Regions from separate parts of the Nomascus leucogenys genome. Here region 1 is linked to region 2. Evidence: chromatin contacts called from public Hi-C data. All regions are on one chromosome and are shown on one strand. The core of a region is the stretch at or near the end of the contact, and the rest is flanking DNA. Distances in the headings are between cores, read along the strand shown.

The links. Hi-C and Micro-C count contacts between places; a contact is called where the count stands out from the background.
Region 1: a Hi-C map of an unstated tissue shows a contact between it and region 2, with 2.7 times the contacts expected there. The contact joins the enhancer-like site here to the promoter of SP140L in region 2. A contact is called at or near these places in 2 of 4 Hi-C or Micro-C datasets (a lymphoblastoid cell line and an unstated tissue).

Annotation. Positions count from the first base shown.
Region 1 is chr22a:131,214,302-131,218,241 of Asia_NLE_v1, reverse strand. No RefSeq gene overlaps it. Among named protein-coding and RNA genes, the nearest start is that of CAB39, 110 kb to the left of the region's middle. Within about 2 kb of position 1,586, the one cell type or tissue checked has an H3K27ac peak away from gene starts, as active enhancers do. A contact at or near this core is called in a lymphoblastoid cell line, where this site is marked.
Region 2 is chr22a:130,962,056-130,966,324 of Asia_NLE_v1, reverse strand. It overlaps SP140L (nuclear body protein SP140-like protein), which reads right to left and starts at 2,942. Exons shown (of 19, transcript XM_030802386.1): 1 at 2,828-2,942; 2 at 1,350-1,424. The coding sequence starts at 2,859.

The sequences.
Region 1 (3,940 bases), core at 337-2,836, 250 kb before region 2:
CACTTGAGGAGGCAATCTGTCCCTTAGCAGAGCTTGAGCACTGTTCTGGGAGATCTGTTCGTCTCTTCAGAGCCAGCAGGCAGGAATGTTTAAGTCTGCTGAAGCTGCGCCCACAGGTGCTCTGTCCCAGGGAGGTCGGAGTTTTATCTATAAGCCTCTGACTGCGGCTGCTGCCTTTCTTTCAGATATGCCCTGCCCAGAGAGGAGCAATCTAGACAGGCAATCTGGCTACAACAGCCTTGCTGAGCTGTAGTGGGCTCTACCTATTCTGAACTTCCCAGTGGCTTTGTTTACACTGTGAGGGAAAACCCACCTACTCGAGCCTTAGTAATGGTGGACGCCCCTCCTCCCACCAAGCTTGAGCATCCCAGGTCAACTTCAGATGGCTGTGCTGCCAGCAAGAATTTCAAGCCAGTCAGTCTTAGCTTGCTGGGCTCCATGGGGGTGGGATCTGCTGAGCTGGACCACTTGGCTCCCTGGCTTCAGCCCCCTTTCCAGAGGAGTGAATGGTTCTGTCTCACTGGCGTTCCAGGCACCACTGGGTTACGGAAAGACAAACTCCTGCAGTTAGCTCGGTGTCTGCCCAAATGGCTGCTCAGTTTTGTGCTTGAAACCCAGGGCCCTTGTGGTGTAGGCACCTGAGGGAATCTCCTGGTCTGCAGGTTGCAAAGACCATGGGAAAAGTGTAGTATCTGTGCTGGAGTGCACTGTTTCTCATGGCACAGTCTCTCGTGGCTTCCCTTGGCTAGGGGAGGGCGTTTCCTGACCTCTTGGGCTTCCCAGTTGAGGCAATGCCCCACTCTGCTTTGGCTCACCCTCTGTGAGCTGCACCCACTGTCTAACCAGTCCCAGTGAGATGAGCTTGGTACCTCAGTTGGAAATGCAGAAATTACCTGCCTTCTGCATTGATCTTGCTGGGAGCTGCAGACTGGAACTGTTCTTATTTGGCCATTTTGCCAGCCACCCCGACCTAGTCCCTATTTTTAATTTTTTGAGGAAACTTCACACTGTTTTACAGACTGGCAGCACCAATTTACATTCCCACCAACAACATATACGTGTTTTCTCTACATCCTTGCCAACACCTGTTACCTTTTCACCTTTTGATGCTAGCCATCTAACAGGGGTGAGATGGTATCTCACTGTGGTTTTGATTTTCATTTCCCTGAAACTCCCTGGGAGGGGACTGGAGATCTGTCTTTAGGCAGATCGGGGGAGTTCAGGGAAAACATCTCTCTGTCTTTGGTCTTTCTGAAGTGTCTTCAGCTCAAAGTGACCAGCACACCAAAGTAGCATATTTTGGGGTGGCATTTCCTGAGCTCTTTCAAGGGGCTCAGGGCAGTGGCTTTTCCCCAAGTAGGTTAAAAGTGTGTTAATGCTTCAGTACTGTGTAGGGCTTTAGTGCAGCACCCTAGCTGGATATCAGCCCCACCAGGTATGGGTGGGGTTCTGGGAGAGGGCCTGGGCTCTCAGGAGGCTGCACTTGTGATAGCAGCTGACTTCCCGTAAGTGCACTGGTGCAGGAAGAGTGAGCCCTGCTTCCTGTCTGTGTTGCTGGGGGTGTGCGGGGGTGTGTGTGGGGGAACAGAGGGGAAGCCAGGCCCTTGAACTTGATCTTTTGTCATGCAGGCACTGCAGCTGGGGGTTGGCGGCTTCCTGGAGAGTGCCTGAAAGGGACTCTGGCAGTGCAGCTCCTTCCTCGGGGCAAGAACCCTGAGCTGGGGCAGTGATTTCCCTCCCTTGGATTTCCTCACTTTTGTTTTGTTTTCTCTTTTTTTTTTTTTGAGACGGGGTTTTGCTCTTGTCGCCCAGGCTGGAGTGCAGTGGCATGATCTTGGCTCACTGTAACCTCCGCCTCCCGGGTTCAAGTGATTTTCCTGCTTCAGTTGCCCGAGTAGCTGGGATTACAGGTGTGCACCACCATGCCTGGCTAATTTTTGTATTTTTAGTAGAGATGGGGTTTCACCATGTTGGTCAGGCTGGTCTTGAACTCCTGACCTCAAGTGATCCACTAGCCTCGGCCTCCCAAAGTGCTGGGATTACAGGCATGAGCCACTGTGCCTGGCCTCAAATTCTTTTAAACCATTAAATTAGATGGGTGCGGTGGCTCACGCCTGTAATCCCAGCATTTTGGGAGACCGAGTCAGGTGAATCACTTGAGGTCAGGAGTTTGAGACCAGCCTGGCCAACATGATGAAAACTCCATCTCTCCTAAAATACAAAAATTAACCGGACATGGTGGTGGGGCCTGTAATTCCAGCTACTGGGAAGGCTGAGGCAGAAGAATCGCTTGAACCTGGGAGGTGGAGGTTGCAGAGGGCCAAGATCACGTCACTGCACTCCAGCCTGGGAGACAGAGTGAGACTCGGTCTCAAAAAACAAAAAACAAAAACCCCCAAACCCCCATAAACTATTAAGTTTTGCAGCCAAACCTCATTCGTCCTGGGTGTGGCTGAATCCAGGGAGGAGGGGAAAGCTCCATTACGCGGGCTTCAGGCCCACACCTGTGCCGTTGTTTTGCAGTCACCTGAAACCAGCAGAAAAAGCAGCTCAACTGTGGCTCTGAGAAACTTCTGATATTGGTCATGACATTCATCCTCTATAAAATCTCACTCTCAACTAAGCCGAGCCTCCCTGCCCCCGCCAATTTATTTTTCTGTCCCCAGTTATGCTCAGCGCTATTGTCTGTCCTCACGCTCCAGAGAGCAGCATGTGATAGCTTAGTTGGACTAATTAACACGAAGCTCCACATTCAAATAACATGAGTCCTCTCCCATTATCATTATTATTTATTGTAGCAAAGTATCCATAATAGTTATCATTTCATTGTTAATATATATGATTATTTATCATTATCAATTTCTCATTTAGTCATTTGTAAGTGTGCAATTCAGTGGTATTAAATACATTCACAATACATTCGTGTAAACGTCACCACTATTTCCAAAACTTGTTTGTCATTCCCAACGTAAACTCTCTACCCTTTATACAAATAACACCGCATTCCTTCCCCCTCCTCCCATCCCCTGGTGACCTTGATTCTATTCTCTGTTTCTATGAATTTGCTTATTCTGGGTACCTTAGATCAGTGGAATCACACATTTGTCCTTCCGTGTCTGGCTGATTTCACTTAGCCCAGTGTTTTCAAGGTCATCTACACTGCAGCACATATCAACATTTTATTCCATTTTCATGGCTGAATACCATTGCCATTGTGCATGGCCACTGAATGCTCTTGTAAACATGGGTATGCAAATATCCGAGGTAATGCTTTCACTTTTTATGGCTATACTGTATAACTAGAAGTGTTGGGATTTATAGGGGTGAGCCACTGCGCCTGTCCTTAATTTACTTTGAATGTATACCCGGTAGTGGGAATTGATGGATCCTATGGTAATTTTTTTTTTTGAGACGGAGTCTTGCTCTGTCACCCAGGCTGGAGTGCAGTGGTGCGATCTTGGCTCACTGCAACCTCTGCCTTCTGGGTTCAAATGGTTCTCCTACCTCAGCCTTCTGAGTAGGTGGGACTACAGGTGCGTGCCACCACGCCCGGCTAATTTTTATATTTTCAGTACAGATGGGCATTTCACCATATTGGTCAGGCTGGTCTGAAACTGCTGCCTTGGCCTCCCAAAGTGCTGGGATGACAGACGTGAGCCACAGTGCCCCGCCTGTGTTTTTAATTTCTTGAGGAACCTTCACACTGTTTTTCAGAACGGCTGCACCGATTTACATTCCCACCAACAATATTTAAGTGTTTTCTTTTCTTTACATCCTTGCCAACACTTGTTATCTTTTGACCTTTTGGTGATGGCCATCTAACAAGTGTGAGATGATATCTCACTGTGGTTTTGACTAGCATTTCCCCGATGATTAGTGATGTTGGGCACCTTTCCATAAACCCTTTAACCATTTGTATATCTTTTTTTGGAAAAATGTC
Region 2 (4,269 bases), core at 1,693-4,192:
ACCGTGAAAAAAAAAACATGACTCTCCCAGGTTATAACTGAGCAAATGGGATATTTAGGGTGAGCTGCTCTGGTCGAGCCTGCCCAGAGGGGCTGTAAAGCCACAGCAGGCACATGGAACACAGGATCAGATAGAATCAGTCTGGAAGAATGTCTCAGAGACGATAATGAGAATATCCCACAGTTCTTAACAGTGCACGAAAACCTAAATAAAGCAAAATCATGAAGACTGAATGAGAAATTAACAAAATGTGGAATACAGGGGAGCTTGCAGAGTTATAGAAACAAATTAAGATCCCTCCTCAAAAATAAACACAATCAATTTTTTTAAGTTGGAAATTACAAGAAACAAGAAATCTACTGAAAGCTAGATGTATTAGTCCGTTTTCACACTGCTAGAAAGGAATACCCCAGACTGGGTAACTTATAAAGGAAAGAGGTTTAATTGGCACACAGTTCCGCATGGCTGGCGGGGGGCTCAGGAAACTTAAAATCATGGTGGAAGGTGAAGGAGAAGCAAGTATCTTCTTCACAAGGTGGCAAGAGAGAGAGCACAGAGGAAGCTATCATTTACAAAACCATCACATCTTGGGAGAATTCACTCACCGTCGTGAGAACAGCATGGGAGAAACTGGCCCCATGATCCAATCACCTCCCACCAGGTCCCTCTCTCAACACCTGGAAATTACAATTCTGATTACAATTCAAGATGAGATTTTGGTGGGGACACAGAGCCAAACCATATCACTGGATAACTGTCATGGAGGCAAAGTTTGAGACAACTATTATGAACTCAAAGTAAAAAACTGAAAAGATGAAAGCACCACGGGGAAGATAAAAGCTGTGAAGGCTGAAGTTGCTCCAATGTAAGAATAATTTTGCCTAAAAATTGAAAAAGAAAATGTCAGAGATTTTAGAGAAGGAACTTTTCCTGGAACAAAGGCAGAATCAAATCTGCCACCTTAACACAAGAACAACTTTAAAAACTGACAGTGCTCACGGAGTTCCTCAGCAACTCTCTGTATCACTATTTATAATGAAAGTGCATCGGTCTTATAAAATCTAAGTTGTAAGATGTTTATACATGAAATTTTAAGCTGTTAATAAGACAGAAGTCACCATATACAAATGTAAGGGACAAGAAAAGTATATTTATACTTTGCAGAATATTTAGTGAACTCTCCCATATCATGAAAAAAAGACAAGCACCTCAACTGAATCACATTGGCAAAAAATGAACAAAAAAATTATAGAAGAGGAAATTTAAGTGGCCAAGAAACATGAAAAGCTGTTCAGCTTTCCACAATATCAGGAAAATACAAATTAAAACAAAATGCAATTCTTCATCACCTTTGCAGACTTTGGCTGTGTGCGGGAAGATGGTTCATCTCATTTGCTACTCGTGAAACACATCCGTTCAGCCTCCTAAAAAGACAATTTGGCAGGATCTACAAACAAGTAAATAACAGCACCCTTTGCTTCAACAATTCCACTTTTTAAGGTTTAGACACAAGATAAATACTTGTATACGTGCAAAAAAAGAGAAATATATAATCATTATTATAGCTTATTGATAAATGTGAACAATTGAAAACAATCTAAATGTCCTTCAATTGGAGAATGGTTAAAAAATTATGCTATGTAAATTCTATGGAATAGTATGTGTAAAAAGAATGAGGTAGATCTACATGTATTAAGGTGAAAAGATATCTAAGATTTCCACCATTAAAATGAGTAAAAATGCAAAATGCAGAATAGCATGCACAATGTAATTCCATTTATTACAAAACGAGAACACAAATTATGTGTTTACAAAAACATACTTCGTACACATAAATGCATCGAAAAATATGAGAAAAGCTATGCCCAAGACTCTTCACAAGACTGTGAAAGGAAGCTACAAGGCGAAGTGAGTGGTGAAGAAGACTTTTTCCTTTATATACTTCTCCACTGTTTGACATTTTATGAGTAAGAATGTACTGTATTTCTTTTGTACTAAAAAATTTAAAAGATTAAAATCGCTTGAACCCAGGAGACAGAGGTTGCAGTGAGCTGAGATTGTGCCACTGCACTCCAGCCTGGGTGACAGAGTGAGACCCTGTCTCAAAAAAATAAAATAAAATAAAAAGATTAAGTAATGTTATTTATAAACTCGTTACTAGAGAAAAGATAGGATTTCCATCTCTTTTCTGGTCAGCGGCATCCCCCATCTTGGGACAGGAAATTGAAGTAAAAATAAAAATATTTAGCTTTCTGCCATCCTGGACCTTTTCCTTCTTTTTCCTTCTTTGGATCAAGGTCAATTGTATCAGAATTCTCACCCTGAGTCAGTCAAGGAAATAGCCCCAAAGCTGACCCAGGCCTCTTCCCGAGACAGGTGAAACCACAGTTTCCAGTGTTCAAAAGTAAGCCAGCTGTTTACCCTGGAGTGTCTATTTCCTAAACTACCTTCTTTGACATGACATATGTGAAGGTAGAGAGGGCAGAGGGATGTGAAAGGGTTCGGAGACCATGAGGAAATAATAACTCTCAGTCACAAATGACTGAAACGACTGTTCAGAGTGCCCCGGCCAGCTGAGCAGTAGTTTCAAAACAAGAAAAGTCATCTGTGTTATGGCAAGCTGGACTCACACAAACAGCTGTCCTGCTGCGGTTGTAAAAATCTGATTTCCTTATTACATTCTCTTTTATTTCATTATATTACACTACCTACCTACGTTCTTGCAAAGCAGGACTAAACCGAAGCTTTAGACAGAAACCGAACTAAAGGCATGAAAGCTCCAATACTGCCAGAGATAAAGGTTAAAGGAAGAGAGATAAAGACTCACCTGGTGCTCAGGTCGCTGCCCCCACCTGCCATCGTCCCACCCCAGGCCCTGCCTGGGTCTCAGAGCCTGGCCTATGAGCTCCCCCGTCGGCCCAGCCCGCGTGCAGTGCGGCTGCGCAGACTCGGAGCAGGAAGTCGGCCGACAGACTGACTCACCCTCACAGGTTTCTGCCCAAATGGGGAAAAGAGAAGTGAAAGTATTTAACTTCCTGCTGGGATACAGACACCGTGTTTCTCCTCCTTTTTCACTCCAAGGGGTTCTCAGCTTTTCTGAAATGTGGCAGAGGGTTGGAAGAGAGGCCTGACAAGCAGCAAGACCTGCAGGACCAGGGAAGGAGGGCCCAGGGGACGAGCAGTGCCGGCTCCCGGGAGTCCACTTGTTTGTGCAATAGACAGCAAAAAAAAAAAAAGTCCTTGAACCAAAATTGTCCTTAGCTGCTCTGCCCTCTAAGAGGGGGCATAGTTTACATGGGAGTCGGGGGGAGACTCCATGTTTGCCCCTTCCCCTTGCTGAAATGGCTGGTGGTGGGAGTTGCAGGGTTGGAGGGAAAGCCAGAAACTTCAAATCTTCTTTCAGGCCCATGGGAGAGCATGGACTGGACTAAGGTAGGTCCTGACATTGGGACCCAGGGCTGGAGAGAACCAAAATGCTCGGCATTATAACCTGGGGAGAGTGTTCTTAGCCTTCCTGGAAATCAGCCAGAAGTAAGAGAGAACTCTCCACACCCCTGGGACCAGAGGCTGCAGCCAGCATGGTAAGAAAGGCGAACATTTTAGGTACAAGGGTTTAAGGAATCTTGACTATGGGGCCATCTTGGAACAGCCAGGGGTGAAGACACATCTGAGCTTCGGAGAAGTCACTGGAATCTTGAGAGGACAAAAGCTTCTCATTGGAGGAGGATGGAGGTTGGAACCCAGATGATCTAGACATGGAAGGGCAGGGTGGCTCGCGCTGGGGGTTCTATCTCTGCCCAGATTTTCCATTTAGATTCTAATTCATCATTCCTCAAAGAACAAGAAGTGACAGAGAAGACTTGCTTTACATCAGTATAAAGTCATAGGTAAAGAAATAGAAGCAAAGGGCGCATGAGAATGGGGCCACAGGACACAACCAGGGACCAAAACTCCAGGCAGAACCATGGAGCGGAGACAGGGAGGCAGCTGGGAGCCTGGGGGCGCTGGAATCCAGGGCCCAAGGTGAGCAGAGGGTGGAACCTGGTGAGGATTCAGGGGCCAGAAGGGATGGTGCTCCACAGCCATGTTTTCCAAATCATATTCTGCTGAATCCAACTTTTTCCAGCCCCCACCCCCAGCCATCTCAGCAAGGGGAAGGGGCAAACATGGAGTCTCCCCCCGACTCCCATGTAAACTATGCCCCCTCTTAGAGGGCAGAGCAGCTAAGGACAATTTTGGTTCAAGGACATTTTTTTTTTTTTTTTTTGC